Linked DNA regions of Pan troglodytes: region 1 is linked to region 2. The links are chromatin contacts, called in public Hi-C maps. All regions are on one chromosome and are shown on one strand. The core of a region is the stretch at or near the end of the contact, and the rest is flanking DNA. Distances in the headings are between cores, read along the strand shown.

Region 1 (3,331 bases), core at 541-3,040, 1.6 Mb after region 2:
TCTTTGTGTTGGTGGAAGGGAAAAGAAAAACACAAGAGACTAGCCTTTAGTTTCTAAATCAAAGCTGTGCTTTGCTGACTGCTGGAGTGGCTTTTCAAAAGCAAAACAAGTGGGGACATTAAAATTCCTTGCTTTTGTGAACCAGGAGCTGAGTTGGGTTTTTTTTTCTTCTTCTTCTTTTTAAATTCTCAGATGCAAAAGGGTATGTTTCAATGTGTCTTACATTTACCTTGAAACAATCTCAGTATTTTTTTTTCCATTTGACTGGCACTTGGAGAAGATAAAGCAAGGTGAAAAAATACTAAGGAGGAACCTGCAGAGGTTTGGAGGAAGGGCGTTCATTGTCATCGAATTTAAGAAAGAGAAGGATATGTAAATTTTACTAATTATTGCCTCTTACACATCCTTTCTTGATAGTGACCCCAAGGTCCAAAGACGTTAAATCAGTTGCCTAAAGCCCAGACCCAGAAAGTCAGGACTAGACCTTCCTCTGTGGATTCCCACTCGTCCTCTTTATACTGCCCTATGCTGCCTCTAGCGTTAGCCGGAGAAACTGTAAGGAGGGGTTGGGGAGGAGAAAGCAAAGCAAAGCTGGAGAGGGTCGTAGATTCTTGCCTAAGGAGGCAAGAAGTGACCTCCCTGAGTCAGGATACTTGAGCATTTGACTTGACTAAGAGAAGTAGCCCGCTAGTTCCAGGCGTTGAACGCGCCGATTAGCTGCCGCTGAGTATCTGGGATGTTTTTTGTTTGTTTGTTTTTCTACTTTGGAAGATCAATGTAAGGTAGAAAGTTAATCGCTTTCTTCTTGCCCTCCACGCCTTCCACGCTGATCGAAGCGACCGTCCTCCCTCGAACATTTCATGGGCTCATTCTTTGTAACACACTTGCTCTGGGCCTTAGGTGTCTCTTTAAACCCTCTCTCCCCTCTTTATTTCCAAATCTTTATCTTTGGCTTTCTTAAGCTGTAAAGGCACACTGGCACCTTAGGTGGTCAGGTAAGATCGCTGGATTCCTTATTTCGGCGAAAGTCCAGCGGACCATTCCCGCCACTGTACCCATTTTAGAAACACTTGGAAGACCCTTAAGGATCATTTACGGAGAGAAAGGGGTGCATTCTGCGGCTGCCGGCGGGCAGCTAGAGAACGTGGCGGGGGGGCAGCGCATCTGGCGCCTTGGCCGGGGCGCGGAGTGGGAACAGCCCGCACGCGTCCGCTGCCGCCCTGCCTGGCGACGAGTGGCACAATCGCCCACCAGGAATCGGCTGGTGCCGCGGGTGGGCGAAGGCAGCGCCGCCGGCCCGGAGGGCGGCGCGGAGGGTGGCGCGGAGGGTGGCGCTGGCGGCGTGAAAGGCGTCTTTGTGCAAGATTGAGTGTGGTGGGGGGAAGGCGAAGAGAGAACTGATCCAGGACCTGGACGCGGGGGTCTGCGGCGCCCCTACGCCCCCAGCCGTCCGCAGGGCCGGAATGAGCCGGGTAGCGCCGGCAGGGGGCAGTGTGGCGATAGAGGGGTTGCTAGGGGGAGGGGAGGGTCTCTGTTCACCTCTATTTGAGGCTGACTGGGGAGAAAGCTGCCTGGAGGAAGCTGCTGGGGTGCGGGGGGCTGAGGGATTTGGCTCCCCGCCCTCTCCCCTGGATGGCGGAGAAATCGGGCTAGCTGGAAGGGCGCAGATCCTCTCCCAGAGCTCATTCCGGAGTCGGAGAACTGGGAGAGCGGCCCCCGAGGCGGAGCCTCCCTCCCGCCCCGAGTCCCGCTGCCCCCCACCTGGGGGAGAGGGGCGGGCGCCGCGCTGCCTTCCCTCCGCGCCTCGGCCGCGTGGCTTGCGGCTTATTTTCCCAGCTGGCAAGCGTCGCGCTGCAGACAAGGGAATGCCTGTGGTGAGTTGTTTATTTTGTTGAAGTTTGCGGTGGGCCCGGGGGACGTGGGGGGCGAGCGGCAGGCAGCGGCAGGGACTGTTTTGTTTAGGTCTCCATCCACCTGTGTGGTATAAATCTGCCAGCCTCAAGGCGGCGGGGGGCCGGAGTGAGAAAGCTCTGACGCTCCCAAAAGCCCCTTTTCGCAACTTACAGATCTAGGACCACATTTGATTCTCCACGCCTGGAACCGGCTAGATCCTAGTTTACGCTCACCCCGCCCTCCAGCCTCCCATCAACGCTTCCCGCACCCGCTGTGTGCAGGGCTGGCGCTCCGCAGAGCAAACAGCGCCCACGACCCAGGGACAGCTGGCCACCGAAGTCCCTCCCCGGCGCCCTTCCCCGTTCCTTGAGGATAGGGGAGCTGAGGTTTTCATGTGAAGGGCGCCCATGAAATTCGTGGGAACTTGTTCTGGCGTCTTCTGGAGTGGAGTTCTTTCAGGGGTTTCGGGTCTGCCCGGGACTACAAAATGGGATCCTGGGTTGGCTGGAGTTTCCCAGACTAGGCTGGAGAGAGGTCGGCTGTTGGCTCGCGGGAGAGCCCAGAGGAACCCCTTGGGTGATGGCAGTCAAGACCGGCGGCTGCGTTTGCCTGGAAGAAAAGCCTAAATACATTAGCGAGCTGGTAAAGCTTTTAAGGCCTTCTTGGGAGCGAGTGGCTGGCTAATGAGAGGTTAATTTTGTTTCGAAGGGAAGGCTGCACTGGTTTCCTGAGATAAATGGACAGGAAGCGCATTACCTCCGCGCGCTGGCAAGCGGCTCCCAAATGCTTTTTGCACCTGCCGTTTTGAGCGGTGAGAGCAGCGGCGGAGCCCGCAGGGATTGCGGGGGCCCGTTGTCTACGAGCGAGTGATGAGCCCCCCGCAAGCCCCGGGCTCTCTCCCTCCGCGAGTGCATTGCTCACGCCAAGCTCTGGGACTCTTCTCTCACACCCAGGTCCTGCGTGTTCCGAAGTTCAGGGGCCCCCTGATCCCGCTGAGCCCTCTCCAGGAGCGAAAGGGTTAAGAATGATGTAAGTACAGGCACTCGATTTCTCAAGTCGCCCGCTTGGCCCTCTTCCAAGTTGTACTTTCCTTATTTTCTCTCCTTTCCTTTCCTTTCCTTACTGTTCTAACGCTTTTTAATAAACTTTCACTCCTGCTCTGAAAAAAAAAATGATGTAAGTACAAACCACGAGCTGCTTGACGCTGAGCTGTTGGACTCCGGGCTATTTCAGCCGCTGCTTTGGGTACACAGTGGCCGGGGAGCAGCCGGGGAGCCCTTACTCTAGAATGGATTGCACAAATCGCAAGCTTAGGTGATCTGTTAAGCAGTCAGAGATTCTCCTGTTAGATTTCTGGAAATGGAGACATATTAACTGGAGAACAGTTAAAAACATCACGTATAGGCTCAGGAAATGAAACTGCATCTTGTTTAGAATC
Region 2 (3,588 bases), core at 1,087-3,586:
TGTTTGGGAGCAGAATTCTGGGGCAAGTTCATATTGAAAGCTAAGGGCAGCTTAGTCAAACAATGATTATTGATATAGGAGGAGCCAAAGAAGTAAAAGGGAAGAGAGGCCCAAGAAAGGGTACCAACACTGGTGAGATTCAACTGAGACCGGAATGTCATATTTAATGACTAAGTCATTTCTTGGTGAGCTTTACAAATAATTTAAATATTGCAGCGCCAATGTTTTGGAAGATAAATCTGGCATCATTTTGATGTCTCACCAAAACCTTAACTTTTAAATGTAACTTATTTTCCATGCTTTGTCTCTGCCTCCCCCATCCTCTAACACTCTTACGTTTGACCCCTACTTCTGTCAGAGGCACTAAGGAATGAGTGTGCTGAGAAAGCAGGAAAGGAAGGTATCTTTCCGAAGTGATAGTAGGTTTTCATTGAGAAAGTCCAGCTGATTAGAAGAATCTACATGAGAGGCAAAGTAAACATTGTCTTCCAAATTTCACACTGATTTTGCATTTGATAGTTTAATCCTTAAGCGCTATTTAAGATTAATTTTAAAAATCCAAAACTTGAAGCCTTAACATAATGCAAGAACCGGTGTGACTCACATCGCATATCCTATTACATAATTACACAATATAGGTAGTCCTTATCATGGGGTTCACTCCTTACCAAAAGATAACGGCTCCTAAATAAATGTACTGCTTTACTGTACAAATGTCTTGATCTATATATTAATTTCTGTGCCATAAGACTGAGGCCATAAAATCAGATTTTGTTACTCCCCTGATTAAAAACATTGAGTGGTTACCCCCACATTCTTTACCAAACCTCCAAGGCTCTGTAGTACATAATTTCTCACCTTTTCCGCTACATCTCCAACCATAAGTGTGCATCTCACTTTGCTCCAGCCACATTACGTTGGCCTTTCCTCTCTTCAAAGACTTTTCTGTCTCAAGGCCTTTGCACTTACTACTGCTGTTTCCTCTGCCTCCAACTCTTTCCAAGGACTTCACTGGGCTGTCTCCTTCTCACACAGCTCCTATTATTCCCCCATTCATTCTTTCATTTAGTGAATATTTATTCATTGTCTACCAAAGGCCAATAACTTGTGCCCCTCCTCTCCACCAGATACATATACTTTCTATGCCATTATCCTTTATCATTTTCATAGCATTTATCCATTATCCTATTTTTCGTTTACTTGATGATCTGTGTCTCCCTCTCCACTTGTCTGTTTGAACAAGTGAACCTCCTAATGTTGCTACTAAAAACCCGACAAATAAATATGTGTTGACTGAATGAATCAGAAAGACTGCTATGCGACTGAGTCTGTTAGTAGGGAAGTCAATATTATCAAATCTCAGGAGGGGGGAGCTTAAACCTTTCACAGCTGGTCGGAAGCTCAGGATCAGAGAAGTTTCCAGGCCACAGAGATGCAAGCGTTTCTCTTCAGCGCAAAGCGAATAGCAGCAGAAAAGAAAACAATTATTAGAAGACGGGACCTTTGCTCTATCTGGGGGAAGGTAAGCTCCCAAACAAAACCTTTTTAAAAATCCGACTTTCTGAATGCTCTCTTCTCCATTCCCAGCTTCTGCCACGTCCCGGGTCCCAGAGCGTGCCTGCTCAGATCCCAGAAAACTTGCAGGAACAGGAAGAGGTCACACAGTGGTAAGGGGAAGGGAGAGCAGGAACGGCGGGTTTCTTACCGCGATCAAGACCCTGAAGTCATCTCGGCTCATGTAACGCAACTTGGCCACATTCACCTTACCCATGGCGGCCCCAGTCCGAACCCAGATGCCTCTCCCACGACAGCCGCAAAGCGTAAGGCAGGTCGTTATTCCGGCCTCTAAGCGCTTTACAGCGCCAGATGGCTCGCGCACGCGCTGCGTCTTAGTATAGGTCCTTGTTAATAGACAGAAGTGCTGTTCTCATTGATATAGGAAAATAAAACTACTTGTATGTTTTATGAAGCACATAGTATGTAACAAGTGAACGTTTTATTTTTGTGTAATTTTTGCGTTGTGACTGAGTTGGCGGAGTGTAGATATTCTCTACAATGTGCCATTTTTTTTCCATATCTGTCAGGACTTGCTGCCTCAATGACACGTTCCGCCTCAGAGAGCAAAGTGGTTACTTAATGGGAGGAGCAAATTTTTCCCGCAAACAACTTCTACTCTAGGCAAAGTGACTTCCAACAAGACAGGGGTAAAAGAATCTGAGCTAGAGTCCAGACAACCAAATCTGTTAAAGGTAAAGTGGACTGTAATCACACAAGCACGCCCTCTACTTCTAATTGCGCCTGCTCCGGCAGCTCCGGAGGGCGTGGTTAATGGAACTCATGCGCTTGCTCAGTACTTCTCTTAAGTTGGTCTGGGAGGCTTCGAAGTGCGCCTGCGCTGCTTGGGGTAGGAGTTTAAGGTGACACGTGGAGAGTGCGGCGGACGTCCTTACCTCCAGAGGAAGTGGGGATTTTGATAGTTCGGGCTGACCTACGCGGGTAGGACTTCGAGGGCCCAGGAGCAATTTAAGGATTTTAGAATAGTTACCCATACTGGCTCTGCAACTCCTCGATATTCAAGCCTTTGTCTGCTTTTTACTTGAATGCAGCATGTCTTTGATTAACCATATTCAACCAATGAACATCTCCATTTAAACGGAATTTTTCTTTCTGTACTTACATAAGAAGGCATAGAAATGAATTATTTTTTTATTTTTGAGACAGAGCCCGGCTCTGTCACCCAGACTGAAGTACAGGGGCGCGATCTTGGCTCACTGCAACCTCTGCCCTCTAGGTTCAAGGAATTCTTCTCCCTCAGCCTCCTAAGTAGCTGGGATTATAGGCTCACACCACCACGCCCTGCTAATATTTTTATTTTTAGTAGAGATGGGGTTTCGCCCTGTTGACCAGACTGGTTTCAAACTCCTGGCCTCAGGTGATCCGCCCCCCTCAGTCTCCCAAAGTGCTGGGATTACAGGCATGAGCCACCGCGCCTGGGCGAAAAGTTTTTTAAAAAACCAAGTGACTAACTTTATTTGTACAAATTCATGGGGTACGTGAGAAATTTTATTACAAGTATTTAGGGTGTCTATCATCCAAATACAATATATTTTTGTCTAACTATAGTTACCCTACTCTACTATCAAACAGTGAATATATTCCTTCTATCTGACTCCATGTTTGTAACCTTTAACCTACTCTCTTCATCCTGTTCCCACTCCCCTCATCTTTCCCAGTCTGTTATCTGTCTTTCCACTCTCTACCTTCATGTGATCAAATTTTTTAGCTTCCACATATAAGTAAGAGCATGTGATATTTGTCTTTTTGTTCCTGGCTTATTTCCCTTAAGATAATGACCTCCAGCTCCATCCATGTTACTGCAAATGGCAAGATTTCATTTTTTATGTCTGAATAGTACTCCATTGTGTATATATACCACATTTTCTTTATCCATTCATCTGTTGATGGACACTTAGGTTGATTCCATAGCTTTGCTATTGTGAATAGTGCTGCGATAAACATGCAAGTGTAGGTATCCCTTTGATATACTGATTTCTTTCCTTTGGGTAGATACCCAATAGTGGGATTGCT

Evidence for each region. A called contact is a pair of places that touch in the nucleus more often than the background predicts.
Region 1: a Hi-C map of stem cell-derived neural progenitor cells shows a contact between it and region 2, with 6 times the contacts expected there. The contact joins the promoter of RGMB here to the promoter of RIOK2 in region 2. A contact is called at or near these places in 2 of 7 Hi-C or Micro-C datasets (blood and stem cell-derived neural progenitor cells).

What each region holds. Positions count from the first base shown.
Region 1 is chr4:96,445,029-96,448,359 of NHGRI_mPanTro3-v2.0_pri, forward strand. It overlaps RGMB (repulsive guidance molecule BMP co-receptor b), which reads left to right and starts at 1,791. Exons shown (of 5, transcript XM_517848.9): 1 at 1,791-1,874; 2 at 2,847-2,922. The coding sequence starts at 2,918. LOC107974787 (a long non-coding RNA gene) reads right to left here. Exons shown (of 3, transcript XR_008548037.2): 2 at 3,082-3,331; 3 at 1,867-2,502.
Region 2 is chr4:94,856,006-94,859,593 of NHGRI_mPanTro3-v2.0_pri, forward strand. RIOK2 (RIO kinase 2) reads right to left here and starts at 2,337. Exons shown (of 10, transcript XM_009449398.5): 1 at 1,706-2,337. The coding sequence starts at 1,771. It overlaps LOC134810088 (a long non-coding RNA gene), which reads left to right and starts at 2,407. Exons shown (of 10, transcript XR_010157274.1): 1 at 2,407-2,496.